Regions from separate parts of the Bos taurus genome. Here region 1 is linked to region 2. Evidence: chromatin contacts called from public Hi-C data. All regions are on one chromosome and are shown on one strand. Each heading gives the region's core, a stretch centred on a gene start, on an enhancer-like site or on the middle of the called end of the contact. The rest is flanking DNA. Distances are from core to core; before and after follow the strand shown.

What was found. Hi-C and Micro-C count contacts between places; a contact is called where the count stands out from the background.
Region 1: a contact with region 2 is called in a Hi-C map of blood, with 3 times the contacts expected there. The contact joins two enhancer-like sites. A contact is called at or near these places in 3 of 11 Hi-C or Micro-C datasets (blood, liver and an unstated tissue).

Annotation. Positions count from the first base shown.
Region 1 is chr21:12,898,180-12,903,875 of ARS-UCD2.0, reverse strand. No RefSeq gene overlaps it. Among named protein-coding and RNA genes, the nearest start is that of MCTP2, 46 kb to the right of the region's middle. Within about 2 kb of position 2,700, at least 10 of the 102 cell types and tissues checked have an H3K27ac peak or open chromatin away from gene starts, as enhancers often do. A contact at or near this core is called in blood, where this site is marked.
Region 2 is chr21:12,763,993-12,769,130 of ARS-UCD2.0, reverse strand. The region is part of intron 6 of MCTP2 (multiple C2 and transmembrane domain containing 2); the gene reads left to right. LOC132343329 (a long non-coding RNA gene) reads right to left here. Exons shown (of 2, transcript XR_009492091.1): 2 at 1-1,752. Among named protein-coding and RNA genes, the nearest start is that of MCTP2, 89 kb to the left of the region's middle. Within about 2 kb of position 2,775, at least 5 of the 102 cell types and tissues checked have an H3K27ac peak or open chromatin away from gene starts, as enhancers often do. A contact at or near this core is called in blood, where this site is marked.

The DNA of each region.
Region 1 (5,696 bases), core at 1,451-3,950, 130 kb before region 2:
GACTAATGCAATCCTTATCAATATACCAATGGCATGTTTCACAGAACTGGAGGAAAGAATTTTAAAATTTTTATGGAAATACAAAAAAAAACCCCAAATACCCAAAACAAGCTTGAGAAAGAAGAACAGAGTTGGAAGAGTCACTGTCTCCCTGACGTTAGGCTGTACTACAAAGCTACAGTAATTAAAATGATATGGTATTGGCAAAAAAAACAGATACACAGATCAGTGGAACAGAAATAGCCCAGAAATAAACCAATACACTTATGGTCAATTAGTATACAACAACAGGAATCAAGAATATAATGGAGAAAAGACGGTCTTTTCTTTTCAGTCCCAGGGGTGCTGGAAAATTGGACAGCTCCATGTAGAAGGGTGAAACTAGAACATTCTCTAACACTATGTACAAAAATGGATTGAAGATCTAAATGTAAGACTATATACTGTAAAACTAGAGGAAAACCATAAGCAGAATTCTCTTTGACATAAATCACAGCAGTATCATTTTTGATCCATCTCCTAAGGTAAAGGAAACAAAAGCATAAATAAACAAATGGAATCTAATTAAACTTAAAAGATTTTGCAGAGGAAAGGAAAAAAAAAAAAAACCTACCGAAAAGGAGAAATATTTGCAAGTGATTTGGTTAATAAAGGATTATATCCAACAGATATAAACAGGTCACATAACTCAATACCAAAAACATCAAAGAACAAACAACTTAACTGAAAAAATGGGCAGAATTAAATAACATTTTCCCAAAGAGGAAATGCAGATGGACAACAGGCATGCGAAAAGGTGTTCAATAACACTTGTCATCAGTGAAGTGCAAATCAAAACCACAAGATACCACCTCACACCAGTCAGAATGGCTATCATCAAAAAGAACACAAATAACAAATGTTGGTAGGAGGTGGAGGAAAGGGAATCCTTATACACTGTTGATGAGAATGGGAATTGGGACAGTCCAGGTGGAAGACAGTATGGAGGTTTCTCAAAAAATTAAAAACCAGAACTACTCTTTGATCCAAGAAGTCCACTCCTGGGTAGATACCTGAAAGAAACAAAAACCACTAATTTGAAAAGATACATGTACTTCCATGTTTATAGCAGCATTTACAATTCCCAAGGTACAGAATCAACCTAAGTGTCCATCAACAGATGAATAGGTGGAAAATAATGTGATCTATATATGCATATGTATGTGTGTATATACACACACACACACACACACACACAATGAAATACTACTCAGACTGAATGGAAAAAGAATGACATTTTGCATTTTCAGCAACATGGATAGATTTGAAAGACATTATACTAAGTGAAATAAGTCAGGTGGAGAAAGACAGATATGAGGGTATCAAGCAGATATCACTTGTATGTGGGATCTAAAATATACAACCAGCTAGTGAATAAAACAAAAACGCAGACTCACATAGAGAACAAACTGGTGGTTACCTGTGGGGAGAGGGAAGGGGGCAGGGAAAAAACAGGGGGAAGCGGAAAAAGAAAGGTTATTATGGGATTGTATAAATTATGTTGAAACTTTTAAAAATTGTAAGTTACTATAGAATTTAAAGCATCTTTCATTCAATTAAAAATAAACAATAAAAACAAACATTTTAAAAAGTGAAGCAGAGAAAAAATAGATAACATGGTTCATTTTATGTTGTGTTTTTTAACCACAATTTTAGCAATAAAAATAAAGCAATGGGAGGCAAGTGGTGGGGAGTTAAATATTAGCTCTGTTTTTGACAAATGACTTTACCTTTTTTTTTTGGTTTCATTTTTCTTACTTATTGAGGAAACTGATCTAAATAACCTTTAAGGTCCTTTCCAGTTCTAAAACCCAGTTTCATAGCTGTGGGGGACTATTTTATCCGTTGACTTGGAATAAAACAAAGTCCTCTATAATACAAAATGTTGGCCTCCTTATCTTCCCAAAAATCCCTCTACAATGCCCAATAGTATCGATGAGATAGTCTATTCACACTTAGTGCTTAGTAATAAGCTTCCCACAAAGTAATTCATGCTGGAATAAGCTTCCCACAAAGTAATTCATGCTGGATGATAATTTGAACAAGGATAGAGTTTATCTTAAGGTAAATGAGTACCTAATTATTAAATATTCCTATCATGGTCATTATATTTTTGATCATGAATCTTTATTGCCTTGAGGAAGAAAAATTAGAGCAAAGTTCATCAGGAAAAAAGATATAATTATTTTAGAAATTATCCTAATGTCAAATGAAGACAAAGAAGAAGTGATAGAGAGATGAAAAGGAAGAGAGAGGAGCAATGTTGAAGGTGAAGACTGGTGGGCTTTAGGAATGCACCAGAGGTGCTTCTGAGACTTCAGTACAAATGGATTAGAGTAACAATGATACCGTGAATATTTGTAGAAAGGATGGAACCTATGTTGAAATACACAAATGAGAGCTTGGATCCAGAGATAAAGACATCCTGATGAGACAGAATGGTTTCAGATGGAGCTGAGACAGAATGAGGAACGGCCAGGCTTGGGCTGAGCCTTGGAGTGTGGCTGCAGTTAGCCTAAGTCATTACATTTGCAACAGGTCCTTTAGATGATATACAAGTCAATAAATAAGGAAGTTTGTGAAGACTGAAGAATAGGCCCTGAGATGGATGTAAACAGGAAGGATGAGGAAGTGGTGAGGACAGAGGAACAAGGCCAAAGAGGCAGAAAAATGAAAGTGAAAGGCTTAGTTGCTTCATCGCGTCTGACTCTTTGTGAAAACGGCAACCTACTCCACTGTTCTTGCCTGGGAAATCCCATGGACAGAGGAGCCTGGAGGGCCACAGTCCATGGGGTCGAAAAAGCGTCAGAGACGACTTAGCAGCTAAACAGGACTTAGCAGCTAAACAGTAACAACAACAACATTAGGAAAGAAAGATGTGAGGATAAATGTTAAAGGAGAATTTATGAGCCAAACATATTACTAAAAATTAGCTAACACGCAAACAGCAGTGCATTTGGAAGAACTGGGGGCAACTATCAAAATTCACAGGAAGATCAGACAGCTAGGCTCAGAAAAGGGCTGAGCCAAGGGAGATTGGTTTCACACCACAGAATGAACTTAGGTTAGACCACCACTGCTGGTGTGGCTGCCACTGGACACTCACAGTAACAGCACAGGTGTCATCCTTCCACACTTACCAACAACTCAAAACTGTGAAACCCGCAACTCTTGTCCCATGACTCAAAAGCCTGGTGGCACGTATCTCATGGCTAAACCTCCATCACCTCACTCCCTCATTGCCGGGAATGTAAACGTACTTGACTCTCCTGCTTCGGCAGTCAGAGCTGAGGCATACTCAGTGTCCTACCAGGACACCCAGGGTGAAAAATCCCCTCAAATTGTAAGGCTCTTACAGCCAGTAGTAGCCAAGAGAAGAGAAACACATCCCCCGCACGTCCGTCACCTTACCACCTTCCAGACCTGCAGTTCGAAAGCCAAAGCAGAACAAAGCACACAAAGGCAAAAGGCCTCTGCCTAACTTAAAGCCAACTCACCCTTGTACAACTGAAAGTATTCTGCTCTCCAGACCAAGTCAATAAAATCTCTCCTTTTTAATCACGCTCCACTCCCCAAGGCCCCTGGCTAATATCTATTCCTTTCATTTTGGTTTTGTAGCAATTCGATTCTGATGTATTGAAAACCGCAAAATAATGACTGTGAGTGGAAAAAAAAAAATGTTCCCTGCCATATCAGTACACAAAAGATGTTGCAGCCCTCAAGCTATCGCATTGAAGTGGCCTGATGGTGAGCCCTGAAGGAACTCAGGGCAGAAACAGGATGTCTGCTGTCACGCCATCAGCCGTGGTACCACCCCCAAGGGTACACTCCAGGGAGACTCATGATGGGAAAAACACAGGATACTGGCCCCAGATAGTTGCTGCTGCTGCTGCTGCTGCTAAGTCACCTCAGTCGTGTCCGACACCGTGTGACCCCAGAGACGGCAGCCCACCAGGCTCCCCCATCCCTGGGATTCTCCAGGCAAGAACACTGGAGTGGGTTGCCATTTCCTTCTCCAATGCAGGAAAGTGAAAAGTCAAAGTGAAGTCGCTCAGTCGTGTCCGACTCTTCGCGACCCCATGGACTGCAGCCTACCAGGCTCCTCCGTCCATGGGATTTTCCAGGCAAGAGTACTGGATTGGGGTGTCATCGCCTTCTCCCAGATAGTTGAGGTGCTATCAAAGGAACGATTTCAGTGAGCCCAAACTATCGTATCTTCCCATGTGTAGGAAAGCACTAAGTTCACTAACTTGAGATGACTAATTTTCTACGATTAACATGTTAAGATGTTCTGACTACCTGATTTTTGCTGCAAAAATTGTTATATATATCCTGGCTCAACAATTACCTCTTCAGAATGTCCCAGACTTAAGTCCTCAGTTTTGTCTGAGGAATAAAACAAATAAAACATAATTGTCAAACTTTTAGATTGTACTTTTTTTTTTCAGTCAACATTACAAATGTATATGCAATCTTGATGGAAAGAGACAAAAATAAGGAAGTTAGTTGAAATATTTACATGATAAAATGAGGAAGGAAATTCTGGGTAATGACTCCAGGCATTTTCTCTGCAACAGGTCTGTGATGTGTGTATGTGAAAGTCACTCAATTGTGTCCGACTCTTGGTGACCCCAGATAGTCCATGGAGTTCTCCAGGCCAGAATACTGGAGAGGGTTGCCATTCCCTTCTTTAGAGGATCTTCCCAACCCAGGGATTGAACCCAGGCCTTTTGCATTGCAGGCAGATTCCTTACCAGCTGAGCCACCAGGGAAGCCCAAGAATACTGGAGTGAGTAGCCTAGCCCTTCTCCAGTGCATCTACCCGACCCAGGAATCCAATCGGGGTCTCCTGCATTGCAGGCGGATTCCTTACCGAATATTAATGGCTTACCTATGCCACAGCTCACTGCTCCATGTCTTTGCTACTTTCTGCCACACTTTGGTATCTGGAGTGACTCAAAATGTCACAAGTAAGTATTTTAGTGCCTAGGAGTCCTGCATGTGTAGAGTTACAACAGTCCTTCAACTGTCTTTCACTAACTTTTTCACTCTCTTTAAAAAAAAAAAACAAAATACTTCAGTTATGCTTTGGATAAGAACAGAGAAGAGATTACATGATATTAAATAAGCCCCACTGTATAATTATAAAATGATATCCTTTACCATGGGGCTTCCCTGGTGGCTCAGACAGTAAAGAATCACACTGTAAGATTTTAATTATAAGCCAGCCTATTCCTGATTTCTTCAGGAAGGCTTACGTAACATAAAATTATAAAAAAAGATGGCTGTATTCCCAGTAAGTAATTTAAATCCCCACTCAAATTCTACACAAGTGGTCCCAACTATTTATTATCAAAATAAATGCTTTTAACAAAAGCATGTTTAATAACAAATAGAGATAACTCCATAGCCTTAAACCAAACCTTGGTTTTACCTAGGTAGATAGTGAATCATATTTGCTTTGCTCTGATTAAACTGTTTTCTATTCAGAGTAGTCTCTTGATGAAAGTGAAAGAGGAGAGTGAAAAAGTTGGCTTAAAGGTCAATATTCAGAAAACTAAGATCATGGCATCCAGTTCCATCACTTCATGGCAAATAGATGGGGAAACAGTGGAAACCGTGGCTGACTTTATTTTTGGGGGCTCCAAAATCACGGA
Region 2 (5,138 bases), core at 1,526-4,025:
TGAAATCCTTTTACTTTCCATGGATGTGAAAGCAGTTACATAGTATCCTTGCCGTGAACCAGCAGCAGCAACAGCAGCAGCAGCAGCGGCATATTAGGTTGTTGATGCCCTCTGGTGGCTATTTTGCAGTATTGCAAAAGGGAAGGAAAAGGCCATTGCGGCTCAGGGCTCATAGCATCACTGGGAGGTACACAGCTGTAGGGCTGAAGGCTCATGGTCATCTTCTTGCTGTGAGTTTCAGGCAGTGAAAATTCATGACTCATTCATTCATCCAGGAAATGGTTATATGCAGGTTAGGTAGACGAGGCCAGTTCTATTTTGTTTGTTTTTTAGAGCAGGATCAAGTACTTTTGTAAGGAAGAGAGCGTTGGAAGATCTCCCACTAGTGTGAAAAGTTGGCCTTGCAAAAGGGGTTCAATAAATTACTAAACTGCTTAAAATGTTCAAATGTCACCTGTGATTTGGTGACAAGTCATTTGGTTACCTCTGATTTGAATTCTGTTTATCTCTTGCAGTTTATCAGTTGTGGTCATTCAGTTGCTAAGTTGTATAACTCTTTGCAACCACATGGACTGTAGCATACCAGCCTTCCCTGTCTTTCACTATCTCCCAGAGTTTGCTCAAACTCAGGTCCATTCAGTTGGTGATGCCATCCAACCATCTCATCCTCTGTTGTCCCCCTTTCCTCCTATCCTCAGTCTTTCCCAGCATCAGGGTCTTTTCCAATGAGTCGGCTTTTCCCATCTGGTGGCCAAAGTATTGAAGCTTCAGCTTCAGTATCAGTCTTTCCGATGAATCTGTAGGCTGATTTTTATTTTTATGATTCTGCGTTTCTTCTTTAAAAAGGAAAGGATGCTCTTGTATTTGACCTGAAGAGAAACATGCTCCTCATCGCAGATGTGATTAGGGAATAGATGGGGTGCTTCTAGAACTCTGTGTCATGTACCGAGGAGCATCCCAGCAGGCGTGCTGTGAATGGGGTACCCTGAGGCTTCATCCCTCTGCCTCTGGGCAGCTCTGTTGGCTTGGACCAGCTCCTCAGCAGTCTCTTCTCTATACCCAGTGGTGTCCTTCAAAAGTGACCTTCTTGTACTAGGATGGAAAGTGTTGGGGGCACCGGAAAGCAGTTCAGAGTCATGGACTCTGGGCACCGACCATCTGAGTTTGGAAACCAGCTCAGACACCGTCCAGCCGTGACTGTGGGGCTGAACTTGGTGGGTGGGCGTGTGGGGGTGTGCGATGGGGCTGACGCAGCTGTGCACAGTGGCCGAGGGGGGCTGACGTAACCCATGTGCGGGACCATGAGCTATGACGGTTGCTGTGTCTGGTTCTAGTTATTTCTCTTTGGGTTTAATTTCTGTTTCCCTCTGAGAAAGGCAGTGACTTGTGGCATTGCTGCCAATGTTATTATGGCATTTCTTCCCAATTTCTCAATAATTTGACCCTCTTTTTGCATACCTTTTGCTTTTCTCTTTAGATTTGTACCCCTCGATGCCCTGCCTGCTGCCAATAGGGCAGATGGATGGTTCAGGGTGTTTTCCAAGACCAGTTCCTGCTTTCTTGCTGATGTGAAAGAGGGATGAAAGAATACTAGTTTCTAGTGGTGCAGTATTTGAGTCAGAACTCCCTTGTGGATTGATGGTTTTATTTTCTTCATCTTAAATGTGACTCAGAAAATATCCTTCAAGTTTCATAGCAACCAACATGGAAAACCTTGGTGTTGGAATGTTTCACTGAATCTTCTCCACTGACCTGATTTAAAAAAAAAAAAAACAAAAAAAACATTGAGTTCTAAAGTAAAATAGGATCTGGCTTCAAATAACTTGATTATTTGCTGTTGTTTTCTCCCATATGTTTTTCTGTATTATATAAATTTTTTACTTTGAAAAGAAATTAAACACTTAATAGTATACCCTTCTTTGTTTAGTTACTATTCCCGATTAGGCTGTCATTCCAGAGTTTAAGAAATAATGCTACCGTACACGTTGCTGTGTGTCAGACCGTATCTTTGCAGGTCATTTATTGCAGCAAAGTGGATAGTTTCGGTCACATGATCTGAACATTTCGAGGTTCTCTGTACAGAATTGCCAGTTTGCTCTTGAGAAACTCTCCTGTTTGGCTCACCCACCAGGGGCATGCAATTTATGCACTTCCCATTTCTCACCTACACTGTGTAGATTACCTCTGTTAGTTTTGAGAGAGAAGTATCGTCTTGGTTCTGTTTGTTTGTGTGAAGAAATTTGGTCCCTGAGATGTATCTGTTTAAGAGAGATTTGCTTCTCTTTTGTACACAACCAATTCCACCCATCTCTGTGACTAATTCGTGTGGTTTTTGGATATGTTCACAGATATTTTTCTAACTTGTCACTTGCCTTTTAATTTTGTTTACGAAGTTTTTGTTGCAAACATCTTTTCCAGTCTTACAATTTTATTCTGTTGAGTTTCATCCTTGGTTTTCGTACCTTGAAAGGCTTTTTCTCTCTTGGGAGAAATATGCAATTACCTATATTTAGTCTCTTTTCTGTCTGGTTTTTCCGTTTTTCCACTTATCTCTTTGTATCAGGTTTATTTTGATTTCTGGCCTAGAGTCAGAACTTAGTTTTACTTCTTTCCAAATGGCTGTTTAGTTAACTAGAACTAAATTTTCCTTTCCCTAATGGTTTGGTGGCCACCTTTTGATCGGGTCTTAAGATGCAGGCCACATGAGGGTCTGCTTCTTGGACTTCTCTTTGGTTCCTGTGGGTGTGTGGTCTTGTTCCAGTGCCAGCGCCACGTCGCAGTCGTACTGTATCGAAAGGTCACAGCGAGTTTTTTATTTTGCAAAAGTTAGGGCTTTGCTTCGCGTTGGAGTCCCTCCCCTGAACACCAGGTGGCAAGCCCTCATTGGTATATTTGAGTGGGAGGAACCAAGACACATCTGGCCAGCTTCTTCAAAAAGAGGCACATTCAGCAGCAAACTTGAAACTAGAATGATGCAAGCGCCCATCCTGAAATCCAGATAGCAGTTACATTTCCTCCACTTGGTGGGTTTTGGTAGCCTGCCCTGATCTCACCAGGATGGACTTCGCTTTCCCCCCTTTCCACTAAGATACAGGCTGGCATCGGTTGGCCGTCTTTGTCCCCACAGCTGTTAGTGTGTGTTAGTAGCTCAGTCGTGTCTGACTCTTTGCAACCCTGTGGACTGTAGCCTGCCAGGCTCCTCTGTCCGTGGGATTCTCCAGGCAAGAAGACTGCAGTGGGTTGCTGTGCTCTCCTCCAGGGGGTCTTCCTGACCCAGGGATTGAACCCGTGTCTCTCATGTCTCCTGCATTGGCAGGTGGGTTTTTTTTTACCACCAGACCACCTGGAAGCCCTCCCCGCCCATAGCCCTTAAGGGATTCTCACAACTAAGCTCTTCTCTGGAGGTTTTTCTTGCTGACGCTGTATCTTCCCGGGCTTCCCAGGTGGCTCGGTGGTGAAGAATCCACTTAACCAATTCAGGAGATGTGGGTTTGATCCCTGGGTCGGGAGGGTTCCCTGCCGAAGGAAAAGACAACCCACTCCACTCTTCTTACCTAGGAAATCCCATGGACAGAGGAGCCTTGCGGGCTACAGCCCATGGAGTCACAAAGAGTAGGACATGACTTAGCAACAAAACAACAACTGTATTCTCATTGGTTGATCAGAAGGTAGCCATCCTCCCCTGCTTTGGATGGTTAGTTACCTGTCCCTTCGGTGGGACCCCATCTCCATTTCTGTGAAGGATCCTGGAGTAAGACAGGCCTGCTTCCTGTGTCCACTGCTTGTAACAAACAGCCTTTCCACCTCCCCATCCAAAACCATTGACTTGAATATCTGATGCCTTCCGTTTGGTTGAATGGGATTTCTCTGTAAGGACTGGTTGGGTCTTTTTCATTCCCATACTGATGTAATATGTGCAACACGGCATGCTATGTTTTGAGTAGTTCTTGTTACTTCCTTTGTTGGGTTCTGATGTTGCTATGGTGAGTTCTGCTCAAGGGTGTGTGCATGGTTTGCACAGAGGCTGAAGTCCACAGAGGGTGTCTCTCCACGTGTCTGTGATTTTCCTTGTGGTTTAATTTGGATGTCGGCTATAGCGCTGGGCAGCTAATTCCATCATGCCATTACAACTTGGGTTTTTCCAGCATGCTGCATGTGAGGTGGGGAACATGATGGCCAATGGCGAGGGGTGTTATTCCAGAGACTGTCAGCATGTAACAAATTACCTGCAATCTCAGCAGCCCAGGACTGGTGAATGGATTTGCACGAAGCACCACAGGGATGGCTTGGCTTTGCTGCACATGGTCTGGGGTCTCACCTGGAAAACTTGAGATTTAGGGCGTGACTTGACTGCAGGGACTTCATTGTCCAAGGACTAAAACACCTGTTCACATGCGTGTTGGGGGCCTGAGGTGTATGCTTGGAAGAGAAGGGCTGTCACACACGAGGCCTGGCTTCCTCACAGCCCGATGCTCTCAAAATCTTCACCCTTCTTATGTCACAGCACGGGGCTCTAGACGTGAAGGTCCAGCGCACAGGGTGGCTGCCGTGTGACTTGTTACAGCGCAGTCTTGCAAGGAACACAGTGTTACTTTCACCTCCCTGCATTGGTTAAAGTGGTTGACCAGGTGATGGGGTGGGGCCTTGATGGGAGGAGTGTCAGAATTTCAGAAGTTATGCTTGGGGATTAAGTATGGCTGCACTTAAGTAGGGGCTTCTCTGGTGACTCAGATGACAAAGAATCTGCCTGCAATGCAGGATACCTGGGTTCAATCCCTGGTTTGGGAAGGGAATGGCTACCTGGAGAAGGGAATGGTGACCCACTCCAGTATTCTTGCCTGGAGAAGTCCATGGACAGAGGAGCCTGGCTGGGTTTGTCCATGGGGTCACAAAGAGTCGGACACATCCGAGTGACTAAAAAAATAAGTTAGAGTGAAATGGGTCTGGCACTAAGGCTTGGGTCTAGCAACTCACTCACCGTCCTCATCCTTACAATGGCAACATAAATGGTGTTTATTTCACAGCTTTTGGAGGATTCAGTGAGACCACCCCTACTGTAAATGTTGTTATACTGAACTTCAGCAGTGTTGTCCCTTTTCTGTAAAGGCTGGTGTCCATTTCATTAGACTTAAAATTAT